2 separate regions of the Pan troglodytes genome follow, and region 2 is linked to region 1. A link is a contact called in public HiChIP or PLAC-seq data. All regions are on one chromosome and are shown on one strand. Each heading gives the region's core, a stretch centred on a gene start, on an enhancer-like site or on the middle of the called end of the contact. The rest is flanking DNA. Distances are from core to core; before and after follow the strand shown. Region 1 holds the start of STMP1 (short transmembrane mitochondrial protein 1). Region 2 holds the start of MTPN (myotrophin).

Region 1 (5,393 bases), core at 1,804-4,303:
TCCTTGCTTCCCTTTAGCGTTCCACCATGATTTTAAGTATGCCGAGGCCTCCCCAGCCATGCAGAATTGTCAGTTAAACGCCTATCCTCTACAAATTACCCAGTCTTAGGGAGTTCTTTATAGCAGTGCGAAAACAGACTAATACAAATGGCTAACCACAGAGTGTCTCTATTGGTTAGCCATTTAATAAATAAACCCAGGTCGGTTGCTGTGGCAATATGCTGGAAAGCAGAAAAACCAGGAAGTGGGTGGGGGAAGACAGAGAGAACAATGAGAGATGTTTGGAGAAAAGCAGAAATAGGAAATGTTGCTTAGATTCCTATAGCTTTCCTATTCCCTAGGTAAACTAAACATCCTAAATTCCTTCCATTGATTGAACAGACCCTCTTTTTGGCCAAAGGGACTCCAGAAAGACCTTAAAACTGAGTTCCCAGACATGATGGTACGGGAGGTCAGACATGCCTCGTTATATCCCCTCTCCTTTGCAGTTTAAATGCAACAACTGATCAGCATTAATGTTAAAACACAGACCAGGGGGAGTAAGGCTCTTTCCTTTCTGTCTGGCAGCAGCCATCAGGTAAGCCAAAATGGATGCATACAAGTACATCCAGGAGCAATGGAGGAAGAAGCAGTCTGATGTCATGCGCTTTCTTCTGAGGGTCCGCTGCTGGCAGTACTGCCAGCTATCTGCTGTCCACGGGGCTCCCTGCCCCACCTGGCCTGATAAAGCACGCCAGCTGGGCTACAAGGCCAAGCAAGGTTACATTATATATAGGATTCATGTTCACCATGGTGGCCGAAAATGCCTAGTTCCTAAGGGTGCAACTTATGGCAAGCCTGTCCATCATGGTGTTAACCAGCTGAAGTTTGCTCGAAGCCTTCAGTCCATTGCAGAGGAGCGAGTTGGACACAACTGTGGGGCTCTAAGAGTCCTGAATTCTTACTGGGTTGGTGAAGATTCCACATACAGATTTTTTGAGGTTGTCCTCATTGATCCATTCTATGAAGTTATCAGAAGAAATCCTGACACCCAGTCGATCACCAAACCAGTCCACAAGCAGAGGGAGATGTGTGGGCTGACATCTGCAGCCAAAGGAGCTGTGGCCTTGGAAAGTGCCATAAGTTCCACCACACTATTGATGGTTCTTGCTGGGCAGCTTGGAGAAGGCGTGATACTCTCCAGCTCCACCGTTACCACTAATATAAGTAAAGTTTGGGCCAGGCGCGGTGGCTTACGCCTGTAATCCCAGCACTTTGGGAGGCCGAGGCGGGCGGATCACAAGGTCAGGAGATCGAGACCATCCTGGCTAACACGTTGAAACCTCGTCTCTACTAAAAATACAGAAAATTAGCCGGGCGTGGTGGCGGGCGCCTGTAGTCCCAGCTACTCGGGAAGCTGAGGCAGGAGAATGACGTGAACCCGGGAGGCGGAGCTTGCAGTGAGCCGAGACTGCGCCACTGCACTCCAGCCTGGGTGACAGAGCGAGACTCCGTCTCAAAAAAAAAAAAAAAGTTTGTAAAATTCGTACCTAATAAACAATTTAGGACAGTCATGTCTGCTTACAGGTGTTATTTGTCTGTTAAAACTAGTCTGCAGATTGTTTCATGAATGCTTTGTCAAATTATGAAAATTAAAGTGCAATAATGTTTGAAGACAATAAGGGATGGTGTATCTTGTTTCTAATAAGATGAACTTTTTTTGTCTTTGCTTTATCTTATTAGGGAGTTATATATCTTATTAGGGAGTTAGTGTTTAAAACATACTGTGTGGTATAATAGGCTTAAGATAAATTCTTTAAAAGAGAAAGAGAGAAAAAAACACACACATACACAGACCGGAAGACTGACAGAACAGACTCTTTGTGGCGATGATACAAATTGTCAACAGGACCTATGGCCATCCCAGGCAAGAAACCCAGCTAAGCCAGTGAAACTGAGGGCCAACCTGATGAGGCCTGCCAAATGCAACTTCTCTCACTTGTTTTTAGTCACCCGCTTTTAGTGGATTAAAAAACCCACATAGCTAAAGTCACAGAGCTAAACAATATATATCTAAGCTCCCACTAGCTTCCTTATGGATAACATCTCTGACATCTGGGTTGCTTGATAAAGGTTTCTTGTTTTTCAGGAAGTTGGGGTCAGTTCTTGTACAGTTTAAACCACCAACCTCTCAACTGGGCCTGCATGAAAGCCCGATGGGTGTCCTTCTGACATTAGAGGGCCAAAACCTCCACACTCAGATCATGCTAAGGATGTCATTTTGTGACCATGTATCCTATGAAGAGCCATGAAGCTTGACTACCTCGCGCAGATAACCCATTGCCAAACTTTTCCTTACCTTCAACCGCCTTTCCCCACACCTCAGACCACCCTGCTCCTCTATCCCATAAATATCCCTAAAACCCATCTTTGGGGAGGCAGATTTGAGATCTGTTCTCCCGTCTCCTCGGCTGGCTGCCTGGTGAATAAACCTTTTCTCTGCTACAAAACTCATCATCTCAGTGACTGGCGTGCGGCACACGGCAGCATGGGCCCCATACGGTATCACTAGACTCCAAAGCCCAACATCCGAGCTTCTTAAGCACCCAGCCTCTACCTTGATTACACAACACCTGATTACACAACGCTGATTACACAGCACACCTGCGGAGCTTTGAGAGCTACAAGCCTCCTTTCCTCCCCGCAAAGTCCAGCTGGGCCCAAGTAGAGGATGCTGCAAAAGCCCCCACGATTCAGCTGCGAACCTAGGGATGGGACCCGCTGCTCATGCCGTCCTTCTAGGTTAGAGAGCCCTAAACTGGGCTGTGTATCAGAATAGTCCGCGTGCTGAGAATAATATAGATTCCTGGGCCTCGGCCCAGGTTTACAGAGGCGGGATGCTCAAGGATGCCCAGCCAGGCTCGGGACTTGCTCTTCGCAAGTCCTGTCGCGCGCTCGCTGCCCCGCCGGTTCAGGCGGTGAGGCCAACGCGCTCCGCCAGGGGGAACCTGGGCGCTGCGACACTGCGAGTCGTTTCCGGGCGCGGGCTGAGTGGGAGGAGCGGGGCGGGGCGTGGCGTGACCCGGAAGTCGACGAGGGGTTCCGCCCCCCCGCGCATGGGGAGGTAGGCTCGGACCGACCCGCGGAGCTGGTGCTGCAGTCCTTCGCGCCCTCCTCGCCCTCCCCACCGACATCATGCTCCAGTTCCTGGTGAGTGGAGCTGCCGAAGAGCGGGGCCCGCTGCCTGGGGCGTGCCTCGGACCCCATTTCCCCCTTGAGGATTGCCGACCCCGCCGACCCGGCCTGGGCGTGGGTCCAGCGGTCCCTTAGTCCCCCGCGCCTGGTCGTCGCCTCGCAGGGCGGCCGTTTTCTTCCTGCCTCCCCAGAAAATCCCTTTGCCAATATTTTTCTGCAGCCATCCAAGTCCCTAAAACTTTGAGGTGTCAGAGAGTGTGCGTTTCCAGAGCTACATATTGTGTGCCGCTTCCCGCGCTCATTGTGTAATCTTTGTATTAAAGCTTGTGTGGTCCTTGATGACTTTTCGTAGTCCGCCCCCCTTTCTTTCTGCGCTCCTGTTCCATTACATGGTCGCCGGCCGGTCCTGCTGTGGAGCCCTGCTAGTTGGCTTTTCTGAGGAGGTAGGAAGGCCAGGAATAAACCGTAAATTAGCCACCTCACGAAGTCCGAGAGGCTAAGTCCTCATCAGACCTTTCAGAGTTGGAGGAATGAGTCAGACACTGGTATACAAGTAATTTTTCCCAAAATGTGTAAGCATGAGTAAGCAGACTATTTCTCCTGGCTCCTTATTTGAGTTAAAAACGAGTTTTCTGGCAAAACTCGGTATATTTCAAAAATTGCTCGGTGAAGGTTCCAGGAGTTGCTCATCAAATTTTCAAGTGAAAGTTTTTCTGCCAAGCTATTGTGCATTCAAAACTTGATGCTTTCAACCTCTAATTTTTTTTATTTTTTATTTTTTTTGAGACGGAGTCTCGCTGTGTCGTCAGGCTGGAGTGCAGTGGCGCAATCTGGGCCCACTGGAACCTCCGCCTCCCGGGTTCAACCGATTCTCCCTCCTCGGCCTCCGGAGTAGCTGGGATTACAGGCGCGCACCAGGATGCTCAGCTAATTTTTGTATTTTTAGTAGAGACGGGTTTCACCAAGTTGGCCAGGCTGGTCTCGAACTCCTGACCTCAAGTGATCAACCCACCTCAGCCTACGAAAGTGCTGGGATTACAGGCGTGAGCCACCGCTCCCGGCTCAAATGCTGTATCTTTTTTTGTTGTTTGTTTTAACGGAGTCCCGCTCTGTCGCCAGGCTGGAGTGCAGTAGTGCGATCTCGGCTCACTGCAGCCTCCGCTTCCTGGGTTTAAGCGATTCTCCTGCCTCAGCCTCCCGAGTAGCTGGCGCGCGCCAGCAGGCCCAGTTAATTTTTGTATTTTTAGTAGAGACTGGGTTTCACCCTGTTGGCCGGGATGGTCTCGATCTCCTGACCTCGGGATCTGCCTGCCTCAGCCTCCCAAAGTGCCGGGATTACAGGCGTGAGACTCTGCGCCCGGCCCCAAATGCTGTATCTTTATCAAAGAGATTAAAACACAAAATGCACCCCTTTTGTCCTTTTGAAAGATGGTAATGGATTCTTAAATCCAATTAGTCAAAAGAGTGTCCTTAATCTGCCCAGCTAAGACAGGGCTGCTCCTTTGCCTCTAGGAGTTTCTGTAGTGTCCTAACTAGATGTTAGTTTAGGAGTTCAGAATAATGACAGTCATTTTCTTGTAGTAAACACTAGATTAAAAGCGGTATCACTTAGCTCCAGAGTATAGAATGATGTAATTGAGCTGCTTACTATATCTGTTGCTCATTGATAAACTGAGAGGACATGATTCAATTACAGTTAACTTTCTAAGTGGTTTTGCAGAATGAGTCTATTTGGTTTTGCAATAAACTTTTACTGTGTGTTAATTTTTTTTTTTTTTTTTTTGAGACAAGGTTTCTCTTTGTCACCTAGGCTAGAGTCCAGTGGCACAATCATGGCTCAGTGCAGTCTTTAACTCCTGGCCTCAAGCAGTCTTCCCACCTCAGCCTCTTTAGTAGTAGCTAGGACTACAGGCCCGCACTACCACCCGTGACTAATTTTTAAATTTTTTTTTTGTAGAGACAGGTCTTGCCTAGGCCTCCCATAGTGTTGGGATTACAGGCATGAGCCACCACTGTGCCTGGTCAGATTCTGATTTGAGAATTCAGAATTCTCAGTATTTAAGGAGAGATGCTAAAGCTGTCAATTATATTCCTAGCTCAGAAGTAACTGAACACTGATGTTCTCTCACCCTCTGGTCTTCCACCTCATTGCTTTTTTTTTTTAAATAAGTGGATAGCATTACTTTTCACATGGATTCCACCTCTGTCAAATGAGCCAC
Region 2 (5,393 bases), core at 826-3,325, 310 kb after region 1:
CAATTTAGTTCTTGCTTCACAATTTACCATCTCCATAACTTTTCTTAAGCATCCTGCATCTCAGTAATCTGTAAAATGGGACCAATAATAGGACTTACTTCCCAGTATTCACAAGGATGACATAAAATAATGTGTCAGGAAAACACTAAATACATTGTGTTATTTTGGTAGCTGTAAGTTCAGTTAGTACTTAATCAACTTGTTGTATTTCAAGTATATCAAACAACCTAGGTTCCACTATGACAGGAAAACAAAAGCCCACTTACTTCCAGAGTACTGCGGTGTCCCACCACTGGTAAGTGTACCAAATAATTTCTACCTTTTAGCTTTATATTGAAATAGCCAGTAAGTCAAGTTTCAGTTGGCTACCAGCTGAGAAGGCAGTGACGAGAAGACAGCCTGTCCTAAAACTCCACTGCAAAAAACTAAGCAGGTAAGCAGCATCCAAAAAGTCTAAATTGTAATGGCATTAAATAAAGTAAAAACCTTCAGCAGTTTGCCTTGCACAATCCTGTAAGTTTTAAGAAACTGCTTCGCTTACTTGCTTCCTAACACAGCCTCTGAAGCAAAAACCCAGGTCAGGTCCTATTCTTTGAAGAGTTAAAATCTAGACTGGGTTCTCACACTTTTAGAAGGTGAGCAAGATGCCATCCGTGGTTGTCATAAAATTATACTTGTTTTGGAAGATTCATTTTAGATTATCACTAAATTAAAATCACATGTTAAGTTCTCTCATAATTACAAAGGCACAGTTTCAGGATGGAAAGACAGGCTAGCTTGGAATTTTAAGTTTCCCACTCTGCCACAATGTCGATTCAGTTTTATATTTGGGGCTGAGGTTTGAGTTTGTCTTTCTTCATCATGATTTTACCCCCCAAATACACTGCCACTAAACTGCATTGCTATTTACTACACATGTAAGCATTTCAGGTGAAATCAGGTAGAAGAACGGAATAACTGAAGTTAACATGCTTGTTTAAAAACTATTCAGATACCTTAAACATTCCCAGATGCCAGTTGACAACCTTACCACTTGAAGCAAATATGTATTTGTTGTGGTGGGGGAAAGGAAAAAGGCCACACCCAAAGTTAAGACACCACAGTGAAGTGATACTCAGTTTCAGAATTTTAACTATTTCTATTTTCGGTACTCTTTTCACGGTCAATGAATTCTTTAACTTCACACCAGGCCCAGCGTTAAAAAACATGTTCCTCTGATCCTAATTACTTAGGTTACTTCATTTAGTAATGGGTAAGTCCAAGATGGAGAATTACCTCATTCAAAGAAAGGTTTAAGTAACTTTGGTGTAGAAGAGGGCCAAACTCAAATGATCAGTGCGCAGAAGAAACTCTGGATGAGCCAGACACCACTCCTCCCCTCCCCCAAGAGGCCAGGAAGTCAGGTAGCGCCTGACTGTATTAACGCAGCAGTTACCTGACACAGAACGCTACCAAGTTACCTGGACCCTTCTTTCAGTTTAGCTCCTCCCTAGACGCCCCTCTCTCCTTGGTGCCGCCTCCACCCAGGAAGTCTCTCCTCCCGCCCACCCCCATCCCCGCAGTCCAGCTCCCATCAGCTTCCTCAGCCTCATCTCCAGCCCACCTCCGTGTTCTCGCCTACTCTTCTCATCCCCGCTTACCTTGGCCACATAGTCTTTCACCTCATCCAAGTCTCCGTTTTTCAGGGCCCACATGAACTCCTTGTCGCACATCACTGCAGCGGGGCAGGCCGGTTGGCCGGGCAGAAGATGAGGAGGCGGTGGCAGCAGCAAGCGGATGCCGCCGGGCGAGAGGGAGGCAGGGCCGCGCGAAGCCGGAGAGGAGAAGAAGAGAAGTAGGGTTAGGCTGCCAGGCGGGCGAGGCAGTTGGCCGCGGCGACCGTTCGGGCGGGAGAAAGAAAGTTCTTTTGCGGCCACCGGGCCCAGCAGAGAGGTTCCGCCTGGCCGAGGAGAGGAAGGAACCTTTACACTTCCGGTTCACTCCCCGCTAGGACCCTCCCCCAACTTCCTCTTCCTCTTCTCCTCCGCGGAACGCCCCTCTCTGGGTCCGCGGCGCGAACGCCACTAGTGCGCATGCGCAATGTACAGGCTGCGGGGAAGGCTAGAGTGGAGGGTAGGAGCCGGAGACAAGTGGGCGGGACTGGGAGGCTGAATGAAGGAGGCCCGGGGGAGTTCAAGACAGCGAATGGAGGAAGAGTGAGAGTACTTTCGATGGGATTAGGACGCTTCTGCACCACCATTAATGGGAAAAACTTTACTTTTTAAAAAACATAATCTTGGAGGGCATCTTGCTCAGCTTCTAAAAATGTATAGGAAGAGTGTTTAATTTGAATTCCTTCTTCCTTGCCTTTTCCCCTTCCCTCCCTCCTTTTCACCCTCCCTCTCTCCGTCATCCAGTCTGACTGGGCTAAAAACGATGGAATAACGCCATTCCTGCCCTCCAGGAAATCTTCAACAGTAAAACTACAATGTAAATTGAGTATGTTAACACTATATATAATGTTCCCTGGAGCAAAAAACTTAAGTGTGTGGCAGGAAAAAAAAATTAACTCATCTTCCTGACCAGCAAATGACGTCCAGGCATTCAGTTTGATGCCGTAAAGTGGAGCAAACCAAACTGTCTAGTACAATTTGCGTTTTTTAAATTTACTGTTTGTTTTTAATGGTTTGAAACTTCAGGACTGTTCTGGTGAAGTCAGTTCTGTTCTTCCTAGGGTTTAGTTGTAATGCCATAGTGCACAGCTACCACTTGAATTGTTCCTCACAACCCTAATGATCCAGGCATGCGCAGATGAACATAGATCCAATAAAAGCTCTTATTGGAGCTAGAAATATACGTATAATATATATACATATATAACTATTACTATATATAAAACTCATATATATAATCTATTATTTGTAACCCACTAAACACATTAACTAAGCTACTTTACCACCATTGCCATACAGTGTAGGGGTTCCAAACAGACTCTGGAGCCAAATTGTTTAGTTTGCGATACAGGTCCCACTTCTTGCTAATTTTGTGTCTTCTTGGGCAAGTTACTGAACCCCCTTCTGCTTCAGTTTTCCACATGTGTAAAATGGGGATGTCAATAGTGTTTGGAAATGTATTTTTTTTTTTGCTATCATTTAGAGTAGAATAGCAAATGGGTTTCAAATCAGAAGAAATCCCTCCAAATATTAACATCTACCTAGATTGTCATTTGTTAATTTTACTCCCTGATAATTAGAAATACAAGTCCACATACCCAATAGTGATACGATTTCTGGAAACAAATCTCAAGGGGGAATTTGTTAGGCAAGTCCTAGAATCTCCATCTCTTCTCCAACACACTCCCACCTGTGGATTTCTGAGTTACATCATGCTGAGAGCTCTTGATTTATATCTTTGGCCGGGTGCAGTGGCTCATGCCTGTAATCCTAGCACTTTGGGAGGACAAGGCTGGAAGATCGCTTGAAGCCAGGAGTTGGAGACCAGCCAGGGCAACAAAATGAGACACCATCTCTACAAAACACAAAGATTAAAAAAATTAGTTGGGTGCAGTGGCGGACTTCTGCCTTCCCAGCTACTTGGGAAGCTGAGGCAGGAGGATTACTTGAGCCCTGGAGTTTGAGGCCACAGTAAGCTATGATGGCACCACTGCATTCCAGCCTGGGTGACAGAGCAAGATCATCTAAAAAAAAAAATCTTTAACTAGACTTTTCCTATATAATCTATTCTTGTATTTAACTTCTTACTCATTTGGATTTCTCAAACTTAACATGTCCAGAATAGGATCTGGTCTCCTGTAGATGTTAAACCTAGTTGTCCCCCACATATCTCTGTAAATGGCGCGGCCAACCACCCCATCACTAAAACCAGAAACATGGGAGTCATAATCACTCTTCCCATTCTCAACTTTTCTCTTATTCAATCCATCAGTAAATATTTCAAAATATGTCTTAAATTTGTTCATTTCTTGCCATCTTCACTATTACTACTCCCTGCACCCTCACATATCCCCCCATCCCTGCCACTGTCATCTCTTGTCTACACTGCTATGATGCTATGTGCTATGATAGCCTCCCTGTTGGTGTCCTATTTTCACTCATCCTTTTCTAGATAATTCCCCACTTTGGGAGTTACTCTTTTAAAACTTAAACATGCGCTTGTTGTCCTAAGACCTTTCAAAGGCTTCCTATTGCAGGTAGGTTAAAATCCTAACTACTTGATATGGCCTTCAGGGCCTTCTGTGCACTGACTGCTGACGGTAGGTGATAGTATCTCCTATCTCATGACAGTCCCTTGCCACCCCCATTGTTTCTTTGATTTTGAAATATCTTGTCTTCTGTCAGTTTCAAGCTAAACCAAGCTCATTCCACCCTAAGGCCTTTATGCTTCTTGTTTCTTCTCTGGAATGTTCTTCATCTAAGTCTTGTTCACTCCATCTGACTTTTGAGGTTTCAATGCAAACCTTCAGAGAGACCTCCCAGACCACCCACTTTAAATAGGTCCTTCAATTACTTACAGGGCCCAGCTTTTCCCCCATTTACAGCACATGTCACAAGTATTTTAATTATCTTTTTTGTTTACCTATTTTGGTAAGTATTCATGGTGTTAAACAAATAATTCCTTTGTCTGCCATTCTGGGCACAAGAGAGAACTGCTCTTCCTGGCTTGTAGTTGAATAATATCATGTAACTAATTTTGGCCTATTAGTTATGAGCAGACGTGAAATGAGTCACTTCCAGGCTTGTCATTGTAAGACCCTTCAGAACTCTTTCCTTCTACTACAGCAACTAGCAACATGCAAGATAGTGGCTACACAGTCAGTCTGGGTTCCTGTGTAACTACAATGAGCAGAGCTCCCTCACCGTTCTATAATGGATATATAGGATGAATATGAATTTAACTTGTATTGTTTTCAGCCATTGAAATTGTGGTGTTTATTACTAGAGGAACACTGAACCAATCTTGACTAACACAGAAATTAGTGTCAGAATGGGAATGTTACTAGAACAAAACTTTTAAATAAATGGCATTGGCTCAGTGGCTGGGGAGTATACAACAAAGGAAGTGATAGGAGAAGCCGTAAAGATGGTGATTCATACTCACAGGAGTGAAACCTTTGGCAAAACTGTAATAATATGGGGAAGGTCTAGTAGTTCTAGAGGAAAAGGCCAGAAAATGGAAAGCTGGTGGCATGTATCAGTAACTATTGACTATATAAAATACTGTTACTGGTGGAGGGTGTCCAGGTTCTTGGCACTGTGAACAAAGAATTGGACAAAATGCACAAAGCAAGGAAAGAATGAAGCAACAAAAGCAGAGATTTATTGAAAATGAAAGCACACTCTGTAGCGTGGGAACACGCTAGAGAAAGTGGCTTAAGGACCTGGTTACAGAATTTT

Evidence for each region. HiChIP or PLAC-seq counts read pairs in DNA pulled down with a chosen protein or histone mark.
Region 2: an H3K4me3 HiChIP or PLAC-seq map of stem cell-derived excitatory neurons shows a contact between it and region 1, with 3 times the contacts expected there. The contact joins the promoter of MTPN here to the promoter of STMP1 in region 1. A contact is called at or near these places in 1 of 1 datasets of contacts at active chromatin or transcription factors (stem cell-derived excitatory neurons) and 1 of 1 other capture datasets (stem cell-derived neural stem cells).

Annotation. Positions count from the first base shown.
Region 1 is chr6:151,030,977-151,036,369 of NHGRI_mPanTro3-v2.0_pri, forward strand. STMP1 (short transmembrane mitochondrial protein 1) reads left to right here and starts at 3,054. Exons shown (of 3, transcript XM_003951155.6): 1 at 3,054-3,189. The coding sequence starts at 3,175. It also overlaps the pseudogene LOC134810574.
Region 2 is chr6:151,344,595-151,349,987 of NHGRI_mPanTro3-v2.0_pri, forward strand. MTPN (myotrophin) reads right to left here and starts at 2,076. Exons shown (of 4, transcript XM_519405.6): 1 at 1,641-2,076. The coding sequence starts at 1,712.